Regions from separate parts of the Anas platyrhynchos genome. Here region 2 is linked to region 1. Evidence: chromatin contacts called from public Hi-C data. All regions are on one chromosome and are shown on one strand. The core of a region is the stretch at or near the end of the contact, and the rest is flanking DNA. Distances in the headings are between cores, read along the strand shown. Region 1 holds the start of CEBPB (CCAAT enhancer binding protein beta). Region 2 holds the start of LOC113841945.

Region 1 (5,652 bases), core at 2,133-4,632:
GGGACACCACTCTGCTCTGAAACCCTTCACGTTCTCCTCTCTGCTCACCTTGAGCATACCACCTACATCACCTTGTTCACTGCTCAGCTTCTAGCACTACCCTATTGCTTCTTTGCCCCTCTTCTGCCCCTCCACATCGCATTTCAGACTGCAGGTCTGTGGGTGAGCAGCTGTGCTCACACTGGGTTTTTAGCATGATGGAACCTTGATCTTATCGATCTGCTATGAGCTGCTGCAAGGCAAATAATACTTGAGACGGGTCTATAGCAAGAAGCATAAGAAATTATAGACAGCCTCTATCTAGAGTACGAACCCCAGCCCACAGACCTTCTTAGAAATGCTTCAGTGTTTGATCTGTGACCATTAAACTAATAACACCACCCCAAAGTGAGTGTCCTTCTAGGGACAGCTGCTATAGACCTGGAGTGTGGGAACTGGAAAATTTGCAAGAAATCCTAGAAAAGGAGACAATTTCCAGGAAAAAAAAAAAAAAGTCTCTGCAATGCTTTATTGTAGGTCTGAGCCTGCAGCTGGAAATGTGTGGCTTCTACAGCACAAAAGGGAAACTGGAGAGCAGAATAGCAGAATTTAATTCATGACAGCACTGAGCAGTGACAATGAAATTCTTTCCTCCACTTTGCCTCTTTTCATATCCTTGTCTTACCCTTCCAGTATCTATATTGTTTCACACGCGAATAAAGAGGAATCTGGATTTTATTGCATCAGAAAAACATCTTTTGCTGCTCAAAAATGTTGATGTTCTCACTAAGTAATTTGTGAGTAATGCCGTCTCCTTCCCCAACTGACTAGTTCTGAAAAACTAAGTCATTAAATCAGTAAAAAGAGGGTGCTTTTCATAGAAATGCTGCCTTTCTGCTGCAATCTGCTCTGTCGGGAGACCTGTTACAGAGAGTGAGGCCAGTACCCAGATCCCTTCACCAGGAAGGTCTGCATCTCTCTTCCTATCCAGGCACCTCTGTGTGGAGAAGGCTTTCCAGGACCATTAGCAGCCTCCGCACACCTGGTCAGGCCAAGCCGTGGCACTTGCAGGGACGGAGCTCGGTGTGCCAAGACCTCCACCCAACCCTCTGCGGTGCGAGCTTCACCCTACACCTGTTCCCATTTCAAAAACCCCATTTCTGGCCATGCATTTGTTATGACAAGTGCAGAAACAATTTAAAAGAGACTGGAGTTAGCTCAAAACCTGCTTGCCGAACGTTAGGGTTTTGGATGAGTGGTTAGTCCCGCCAACAAGGTTCCCATGAGAAGCTGAGAATGGACGTTGGCTCCGTGAGAGTGGATGTTGGGATTTGAGGTGAGCTGGAGGAAGTTTAAAGAGATCTCGGTGCAGCAGGGAGGTGAGGGGGGAGAAGGGAAGGAGGGGACAAGCTGGGCATCCAACCTCAATTACCACTCCGGCTGACGTGTGATCTCAGTGACTACGGGATTACTCAGCACTGGCCTGGAAAAGGAGGTGTGGGCCACACCATCCCTGATATAATCTATTTCACATGACAGTTGCACAGACGTTTTATTTTGTTAGGGAAGATCAGCCTGGGCGGGAGTACGGCTTTCTGCCGCTGAGCTGCAGGGAACAGGGCAGAAATTCGGAGAGGGCAAACTCAGATCTCCACGAGTGTCTTGAAAAAAAATGCCCACCAAATTTATCAATCAGTTTTAGCATTAAATTTTAGCCAGTGGCCGTGGCAACCCGTCAGGGTAATGCCAGGAAAAACCAAACAGGCGTTTCAGCAGGAGACCTTCTGCTTGTGGGTTCCCGAGCTGTTTTGGAGGTAGGAAGCGCATGAGACCGATTTTCAAGAGTTCAGTTGCAAGGGCCAGTTAGGGCAGCCGCTGGATGTAACTGCCAGATCAGAAGGCAGGATAAAGACACAGAACGAGAGGGTAAACAGCCAGGAGAACAAGCCCCGGCTCCCTGCGACTTGCCAGTATTTGCACCCAATACAGATGTTTGTGTTTAGGAAGGTATGGGCTCCAGCTACAACCTCCAGACCCAGATCTCTGGCCAGGCCCAGCTCCAATTTAATCTCTGGTGCATTCACCAAAGATTAACTTGGTAGATAAAGATGGAACTAGAAATATTTGAAGCCTGAAAACCAGTTAGGGTACTTTTGTTATGGAAAGAAAAATCTCTTTAAAACGCGAGAAGAAAAGGCAAAGAAAACTAAAAAAAAAATGCAAGAAAGACAAATTGTGATGGTCCACTGACTGATTTCTGAATTCTTCCTCTTTTCAAAGTTCTGAGGTTTGAACATTATGAACAGTTGACTGTTTGAATCGTATAATGCAATACCTGTTCCTCTGGCTTAACGTTACAATATTTCCCACACCGCAGGATTGCTTCACATTATTCTAAGAGGCAGTGTCATTTTCCCTGCAGTGCTAGGTCTTCTTTACTGAGGCGAAGGACACTCCTACTTCCTTTAATTATATGTTTTGTTTTAAATTAATGTCCTTTATTCTGGCGATGAATCACCGGCTTGTAGACAGGTAAATGTGGGAGTAAGAGAGTGAAAATATAAGTTTGATTCCCAAGGTGGGTGTCTTTAATTAAAACGGACATCAAGATTCAGTCTTCCTTCCCAAACTTACCCTGCCATTCTGCAGGCTCTGGGCTCTCATGTTGCCGTGCACGTACCGGCCTGCTTCAGAACCGCCTGGGTCCCCTTTGGGTCCAGGGCACAGATCCCCTATCGTTTGTGTACCCTGACAGTTGCACCACATCGTGCAAAGTAAATACGCCGAGACAAACTTTAAGGCCACCATCCCGGCACGAAGGGCTGGGGAGGGGAGCTGTGGCTTTGCTGTGACTGCTCCAGCGGCGAGCAGGGAGCCCGGAGCCGCTTCTCCCTGCTCCCTGCCGGCCCCTGGACAACGCCGCTGCGCTCCCCTGCCCGCAGAGCTGCCGCCGGCTGTTCCTCCCCCGAGCACCGCACGGCGAGCACCGCGCTCTGCCCTCCGTTCGCAGCGCTCCCCCGCTTTGCCAAAAGAGCTTGGAAAAAGCCAAACCAGCCAGCTGAATAACCCCTCGCTGCCTGCTTTTCCCCGGGGGCAAACAGAGCCCGGCGGGGCGGGGAGCGCTGCACCCCTGCGTCCCCAAACGCGCGCACCCCGCAGGGTGCGGGGCTGCTCCGCACCCCCCCGGGGCCCATCGCTGCCCCCTCCCCGGGGCCGGGCAGGGAGCGGGGGGCACCTGCGGTCCCAGCCCCGCTCCGGGCGGTCCCGGCGGCGGTGCCGGCCCCCGCAGCCGCTCCGCACCCGCTCCGCACCCGCGGGCCGGGGCCGGCGGCAGCTCGGCGTGGCAGGCGGCCAGGCGGTGACGCGCCTGTTGCTATGGGATCGGCCGCCCCTATAAATAACCGAGCGGAGGAACTTTCCTAAGGCAGAGGCTTTTAGGACGCGGGCCCCGCAACCAGATGGTCCGCAGGAGAAGCGCCAGCTCCAGCCGCAGCACCCGGAGCGGCAGAGCCCCGCCGAGCCGCAGGGACTGAGCCGGCGCCGGGGGGGGCAGCGCAGCAGCCGCGGTGCCCAGCGCCGGAGCCCGAGGCAGGGTCCGGAGCCCCCCACCCCGACGGCGGCAGCTCGATCCTCTGCCGGGGGGGCCCCCTGCGCCGTCTTCTCCTCCCCGCATCCCCCTTTGCTTTCATGCAACGCCTGGTGGCCTGGGACGCAGCATGCCTCCCCATCCAGCCGCCCGCCTTTAAATCCATGGAAGTGGCGAATTTCTATTACGAGGCGGACTGTCTGGCTGCTCTCAACAAGCTGCACCCGCGGGCGGCCGGGGGCCGCTCCATGACCGAGCTGACCGTAGGGGACCACGAGCGAGCCATCGACTTCAGCCCCTACCTGGACCCCTTAGCATCCCAGCAGCCGGCGCAGCCGCCTCCTCCCGCAGCAGCAGCAGGGGGCAACTTTGAGCCTCCGTGCAGCAGCGGCGGCGGCCAAGATTTCCTTTCCGATCTCTTCGCCGAGGACTATAAAGGCAGCGGCGGCAAGAAGCCCGACTACACCTACATCAGCCTCGGCCGGCACGGCCACCCGTGCGGCAGCCAGAGCCACAAGCCGGGGGGGCTGCCGGGCTGCTTCCCGCCCCAGATCGTGGAGACCAAAGCCGAGCCGGTCTTCGAGACCCTGGACTCTTGCAAAGGGCCCCGTAAGGAAGAAGGGGGGGCCGGGCCGGGACCGGGGGGCATGTCCTCGCCCTACGGCAGCACCGTGCGCTCCTACCTGGGCTACCAGTCGGTGCCGAGCGGCAGCAGCGGGAACCTGTCCACCTCGTCCTCCTCCAGCCCCCCCGGCACCCCCAACCCCTCCGAGTCCTCCAAGTCGGCCGCGGCCGGCGGGGGCTACTCGGCCCCCCCCGCGGGCAAGAACAAGCCCAAGAAGTGCGTGGACAAGCACAGCGACGAGTACAAGCTGCGCCGGGAGAGGAACAACATCGCGGTGCGCAAGAGCCGCGACAAAGCCAAAATGCGCAACCTGGAGACGCAGCACAAAGTCTTGGAACTGACGGCCGAGAACGAGCGGCTGCAGAAGAAGGTGGAGCAGCTCTCCCGGGAGCTCAGCACCCTCAGGAACTTGTTCAAACAGCTGCCCGAGCCCCTGCTCGCCTCCTCGCCGCGCTGCTGACCCCCTTTCCCCGGGGCCGGCCGGAGGGGAGCGCCGGTGGCCGGCTCCCCGCTGCGCCCCCCCCCACCCCCCATGCCGGGGGAGCCCGGGGCTGGGGGCTCGCAGCGTGCCCCCGGGGCTCCCCCCGGGCTCGGCGGGGTTTTCTGCTCGGTTTGCTCTTTATTTACGCGTCGGCGGAGGGGCCCGGTGAGGCCGCCTGGGCGCGGGGGCGCGCCGGGGGTCGGGGGTCGGGGGCCGGCGGCCGCGGGGCTCTGCGGGCTGCTGGGCGCTGGGGGTATTTAACACAGCGAGAGGAGAGCAGGGCGAAGTGATGCAATCCTTGAAGCATGGCTGGGAATGCTGCGTACATGATGCAATCTCGTGTAACTGTCAGTCATGGATTGAGTAATCTGTTAAAGATGTTCCTACGTTTGTTTTTTTTTTTATTATAAAGAATAATCTATTTCTATAAGAAAATACATATGTATATTTTGGGATCTATGCATTCTTGCTACGTTTGAAGCATTAATGAACAATTTTAATAAACTTTATGACTAGGTTAAAAAAAGTAGCTTGTTTTATTTGGAAGGCACGTTTGAAGCTAGCTTAAAGGCAGAGCTGAAACTCTAGCTGCATCTGGCTCGGTGCTGTGATCAGGGAGCAGGATTTCTGTTGGTCTTTTCACTTTCTCTGTGACTCAGAGAAAAACAAAAACAAAAACCCCAAGAGAAAGCCAGCAAAGAGCAGGGCTGGAAGCTTCAGCCAGTTCTTGTTGCCTCATTTTATTTCCTCTAATCACTTGCTTTAGCTGCCGCTTGGGTATTGTGTGGGGAGGAGGTGGTTGTTTGGCGTTTTCGGATTTTGCACTTCTTGCTGTTCCCAACGTGTAGAGCGAGGTGTGCTGTCCAAACCGGGGCCGGTCCTTGGCAAAGTAACTCCGACTCTGAAGTGGGAGGGAGGAAGAAAAAGTAAGGGAGGAAGCTTTAATTAATTTATTTATTTTTTCCTTAAGGAGTTTCTGTT
Region 2 (5,652 bases), core at 2,290-4,789, 160 kb after region 1:
TGATCCTGATCTTGCATACAGTTACGTAAATCAAGAATGATTTTATCACTGTAAAGCTGATGCTAACATCAGAACAAAATCAGGAGCAAAACAGTCTACACCACGTGACAACATCCAGTTGCACTGGATTTTGTTTGTGAACCTGCAGGTTCTTCAGAGTACTGAAGGGATATTATGTGAATCATTAGAGCCTTGTGTGATGTTGTAATATTAGCAAGAGCAAAATCAATGCAGAAACGAACTTTCCACAATAACATTCCCAAATGCTTAACTGAAACAAAAGAGAAAACAAAAGGAATGCCCAAGATGTAATACCAAAAGGATGCATTAGAGGATGAAAGTCTGAGCTCTGTTTAACATGAGGTTATGTTTCTGCTAAATAAAAGGAGATGTTAACATAGAATAATGGAACAAGGATGTACAGGCAACTGCATAAAGCGTGTTGAATGTGAATAAATACTCCCCAGTTGTACGTTGGAGATACAGCCTGCTAGAACTGGCTTAATACAACTATAAAGCTGTATTCAAAAATCAAACAGTGAAGAAACAAAATGTATCATATTTGCCGACAGTTTAATTGGGATTTATGACATTGGGCACTTTAAACTAGGCCATCTCAAAATGCTGAATATTGTTAACAGAAATGCAAATTAAAGACTTTAACGTGATTAAGCTGAGTATGTCATTTTATGGGCTTCAAATGAAATAAAAATAATAGAGTTAGTTTCATTGTTCTGTTAATGTTCATTTTAAGCCCAGGCTGCTTCACATTATTTTGTGGGTAGCTAGTGCCTAGCGTATATTAGGGACCATATAAAAATTACTATTAATCCCTACAACTGTTTTAAAAAAAAAGGGAGGGCGGTCTCCCCAACTCAGCAGGAGGAATTCTAGAACCTTCCAGAATCTTCTACAGACAGAATGCACTTGATGTTTTCATAAGGTGGCCTTATGTGCCCTTTACATTGCTGTAGCAGTACAAAATGTCAAAGATTTGAAGCTTATTGTTTAATATAAACTAGTATCCAACTGTACATGGTGAGCATCCCAGTTTGGGGGGGAAGGGGCTTGCTATGGATGTCATTGCATGCAATTGTATGTAAAAATAAAGCCAAAAGGATTCAATAGCATGCAAGCCAGTTATCTGTGCTTTTCTGAAATATGACAATGTATATCACTGCTGCAAATTGTTCTTTACCTCTTTTGTACAAGCATATATATGCAAAAGCAACTGTTGACAATGTGGTCTATCCCCTCCAAAATTTCCAGTTGCGTAGCAAGAACTTTCACTGAACCTGACTGACACATTGTAAAGTGTTATTGGTCACACTTATTGCAACTGTGATAGACTGAGCATTTATGTAAAAAACTACCAACTTCTATAATCTCTTATTTTTTGGGTTACTCTGCAAAATCTACAGTAAAATATGAATTTGTTCGGGGCAATATATGAGTTTTTGTCATTCAAGACAATTACTGCTGTGACAAGAGTACACATTTAGCAGAACATACTGCTGACTGACTGAAGAACCTGCACTGCTTATATTTATTACACCCGTTCAGGTGACATAAGCATAAAAGACTCTGTGCTATCTTCCTTTATAAAATGTTTACACATTGCAGTAATTCAGTTGCATGTAGCTATAGCATCACAAGCTCCAACCTGTTCTGGGCACAATCAGGTTTACACCTGCATGAACGATGGCCATCCACGGGCATTGCTCTCTGGGGACCATATGAATACTTACCTTTCTGTATGGAGTCACTGAAACACAGCAAGACTCCCCAGATATGATCATAATTCTTAACCTTGAAATCACAGGAAAAAGGGAAAGCAGCAAAGTTGCTAAATTTGTCTTTATCTCCCCAGGTCCAGAAGGTTAAAAATTCACCACCTGTTCTCAAGATAAGGATACTGCCTCACAGCAGACAGATTAGGAGAGAAGATGCAGTCCCCTATCCAGTGCTTTTAGTGCCCTGAAAATCAATCTCTCAACAAGCAGAAACACTTTCATTCACAGGGCTAACATTGCATCTGCCTAGTTCCAAAAATCAGGTCAAGAGAAAGCAGTAAGAAAGGCAAAAAAAAACTTTTTAATACCACCTGCTAATGCCTCCATTCTATTGTAGCACGTGATTAGAGAATAATGTTTCATTGTTTATCTAGCTTAAACCATTTATCCAATTAAGCTGCTTTCTGTAGCTTGCCTTTACTGTTGGCATTCCCATTAACCCTTTCCCCAAATTCTGGGCCGCGCAGCTCATGTCTCTGACTAGTCCTCTCTTCCCAGAGAGCATCCGTTTGCCCTTTAGTAGCCCATTAAGCAAGGCTCAAGTAGGGTGGCACTTTGGGGCTGAACACTGAAACACAGTCTTCCAAAGACTCCGGTCAAATGATTAGGAAAAGCAATGGAAAAGCTTCTGCTAGCAGGAACAGCCAAGTGGTGCAAGGGCTGCAGCTAAGGGACGAAATACCTCTGTCTTCAGTGACATTGATATATCCTGCCTGTTGAGAACCCTACCACTCTGTCTTAAATCCATATTGTGCCTAGGGGATTTGTGAGCACATTCACTTGAAAAACATCTACCACACAAACCCCCTATCTCATTTTGGGTCAGCGCTGATGCTGCAGAGACACCAGGTACACCAAGCCTACACCAACCCTCAGAAGCAACACGGGCACAAAGCCTGAGAAACAGTAATCTAATAAACAGAAGTTGGCTGACATGAGAAGTAAAATTCCTCACGTTGGAAACGAAGCGGGCTCTAGCATTACGCGTGGGATAACTGTGTCCGTATGTTTGGAACGCCTTGTCTTGACCTCAGGAAGAGCACGTTGGCTCCCCAGTACCAGACGTGTAGGCTGAGGCTTTACTCAGTGTTGTGTTTTAGGGTGGGGTAGGATGGCAAACGTTTACCTGCTGGGACAGGACGTGGATAGTAAAGGCCATTTCTGAGTAGGAACGCGAGAACAGAGGACAGGTGACTGAAATCCATTCTGATTTTCTCATGGCACTCATTCCTTCAACTGACAGCACCCACCTCAGCGTGCAGCCTGTGTAAGAGCAAATAACAACTCCTCCATCTCCTGAACACACACAGAGCTGCCTCCAGCCCTCCAGGTCAGGGCACACCGGGGCTCAGCACCCCCAGCACGGCCACCTGCCCGGAGGGGCTGCCCCCCTCACAGCCCCTTCCCCGGGGGGGCGACAACTTTTGGCGGGCTCCCTGCCCGTCCTCCCGCACACGACCCCGGGGCGCTGCCCGCTCCCCTCACAGCCCTGCGGGGAGCGCCCTACCTGGCGGGGCAGCGCCGAGGCACCCGAAATCACCCCTTTTTGCCTCATTTTGCCTGATTTTTGGCTCCTCGTCGCCTCGGGGGGGAGAAAGGGGGCGGCGGGGACAGCGGCCCTGAGGCGAGGAGGAGGAGGAGAAGGAGGAGGAGGCGGCCCGCCCCGACCCACCCTGGGGCGCTCTGGTCTACCCTCGCCCCCTCTCTCCCCCCCAGCCCCCCGGCTGCGGTTGTGGCCGCCCCGGACATCGCGTCGCCGGGGAGGGCGGCGTAGTTCCGGCGGTGGAGCGGGGAGGAGCGGCGTGCCGAGCCAGGCGGCGGCGGCCTCGGCAGCAGCCCGGAGCCCGGGGAGGCAGCGGGGTGCTGCTGCTGGGGGGCACAAGGGGGTGGTGGTGGCGGCCGGGCCGGGCAGTGCTCGGCGTCCCCGCCATGGAGATGGAGAAGGAGTTCCACCGGCTGGACCAGGCCGCCAGCTGGGCCGCCATGTACCAGGTGAGGGGCAGCCGGCTCGGCTCTGCCCCGCGGTGCTGGGGGGGGGGGGGGGGGGGGAGCGCTGGTCCCTCTGCCTGTACCCGCTGCTGAGGGCCGGGGGGGCTCTGCGCTGCGTCTCCCCTCGCGGCTTGCCTGCCCTCCTTCCCCTTTCGCTGAGGGAGGAGGAGGAGAGGAGGCTCCTGGGGGCTCCCCTCTGCCTTACCGAGCGCCTGGGGTCCCCGAGCAGCCCTCGGGGCGCTCCTGCCCCGCTGCTGGGGGCTCCTCGGTGGGCTGAGCGCGGCCCTGAGTGCTCAGCAGCCTTCCAGAGCTGCTTCCTGACCTCGGGGAGCAAAGCCGAGCTCCTGCTGCTTTCTTTAAACAGAAACGATGGCGAGCGGCGTTGCACGCACCTAGGTTTTGGTCGCTGTAATAGCAGAGCAGATCCCCCCAAAATGGCTTGTTAGGGATACTCGTGCAGGGATCTGGTGCTGCTTTTTATTACTTGGTTGATTTAGCCTGGTTGTGACGTTCCTAAAAAGCCGTGTGGCAAACGTTTTTGCGATGGTAAGGTTATTTGCGAACCACGCACAGCTTCGGAGGTGCGGGGACCCGAAGTTAGGCCCTTTGTCTTCAGCAAGTTCTGTGTGCGCTTATCCAAAATGAGGGCTGAGAGAAGACGAAGCATGCTAATGGCTGGGTGGATGTGCTCAGTCAGATCGGGCAGCATTACTGTAAAATCCATTTGAATGCTTAAGCTTCCACATTGCATATTCCAATGAGTTTTAAAATCATATTTGTAATGTAAAACTTGGGCTTTGCATCCCTCTCACTGTATTTCTCTGGCAGTAGACATTAACAAAAAAAAATGGATTTACGAAAATGTAATAAATGAGCTTCAGTTTCAGAATTACTGTAGGCAAGTTTTAAAAGCAGTAGCTTGCAGGATGAATATCTCCAGCAGTTTGGCAATTGGAGAATAAGCATGCAATTTTGAGTATGTTTTTCAGAAAAGCCCATTTTTTGTTAGAGGACTGCATTTCCTGCAGGGTTCCAGCACTTGCTAACTCTATCAGTTGAAAGTCATGTGCATATGTGACGTTATGTTTTTGCTAAACTGTTCTTGACGATTTGGTGTGTTGCAGGCTCAGTGCTCAGGAAATGATTTTGAGTAATATAGCTCTGTAATGGAGGTGGTGTACTGCTACGGGTGCAACTGAGTTACAGAAGTGAAATATGTAAGGAGCTGTAAGATTAATACAGAATGAGGGCCTGTGGCATATTTTCAATGTAGCATTCAGTGATATTTTTGTCCTGCTTTCTTTGAATGATGTGACTCAGTAATCTGCTCAGACTGGGGGACAGAATGAGGTTTGATTGAGAACTAACTTAAAAAAAAAAAAAAAAAAAATCCAGTGATTTGCATCCAACTGTTGACAAGCCTGAGAGGTGGGTTTTTTGTGTTTTATTTTTTTCTTGCTGTTTGTATTTTAAGGTTGGTTAGTAAGTATGTGCATCTACATCATGTAATTCAGTTTCTAACTACATCCTGCTTTTAAATATCAGCTGTTTAAAATGACTTCTTGGCAGATCATGTACATCCAGAAGAACAATGTACTTCACTGTAATCCACGCTTTTGATGTCTTGGCTGACATTAACAATGCTGTTTCCCTATAAATCCAATCTTTGCCTGAAGAATGGAGTAAGTGGAAAAATGTTTGTCATTGGTGCAGTCTTCTATTTCTAAAAAGTCTTCCAAGTTAATTGCACCACAGTTAATTGTACCACTTGCTTCTAGTGCCTAGGTGTTATGATTGTAACTGCTAAAATCCAAAGAAGTTCGGCAGTGTTCTGAATGAAGCATAACACAGTTTACTAACAGAGTCACTT

What was found. A called contact is a pair of places that touch in the nucleus more often than the background predicts.
Region 2: a Hi-C map of F1 follicle shows a contact between it and region 1, with 6 times the contacts expected there. The contact joins the promoter of LOC113841945 here to the promoter of CEBPB in region 1. A contact is called at or near these places in 6 of 8 Hi-C or Micro-C datasets (F1 follicle, liver, skeletal muscle and 2 more).

What each region holds. Positions count from the first base shown.
Region 1 is chr21:10,114,188-10,119,839 of IASCAAS_PekinDuck_T2T, forward strand. It overlaps CEBPB (CCAAT enhancer binding protein beta), which reads left to right and starts at 3,383. Exons shown (of 1, transcript XM_072026611.1): 1 at 3,383-5,197. The coding sequence starts at 3,667. The coding sequence ends at 4,650. The region is part of intron 5 of LOC113841945; the gene reads right to left.
Region 2 is chr21:10,277,253-10,282,904 of IASCAAS_PekinDuck_T2T, forward strand. LOC113841945 reads right to left here and starts at 3,540. Exons shown (of 7, transcript XM_072026615.1): 1 at 3,301-3,540; 2 at 2,920-3,056. PTPN1 (protein tyrosine phosphatase non-receptor type 1) reads left to right here and starts at 3,543. Exons shown (of 9, transcript XM_027473150.3): 1 at 3,543-3,785. The coding sequence starts at 3,723.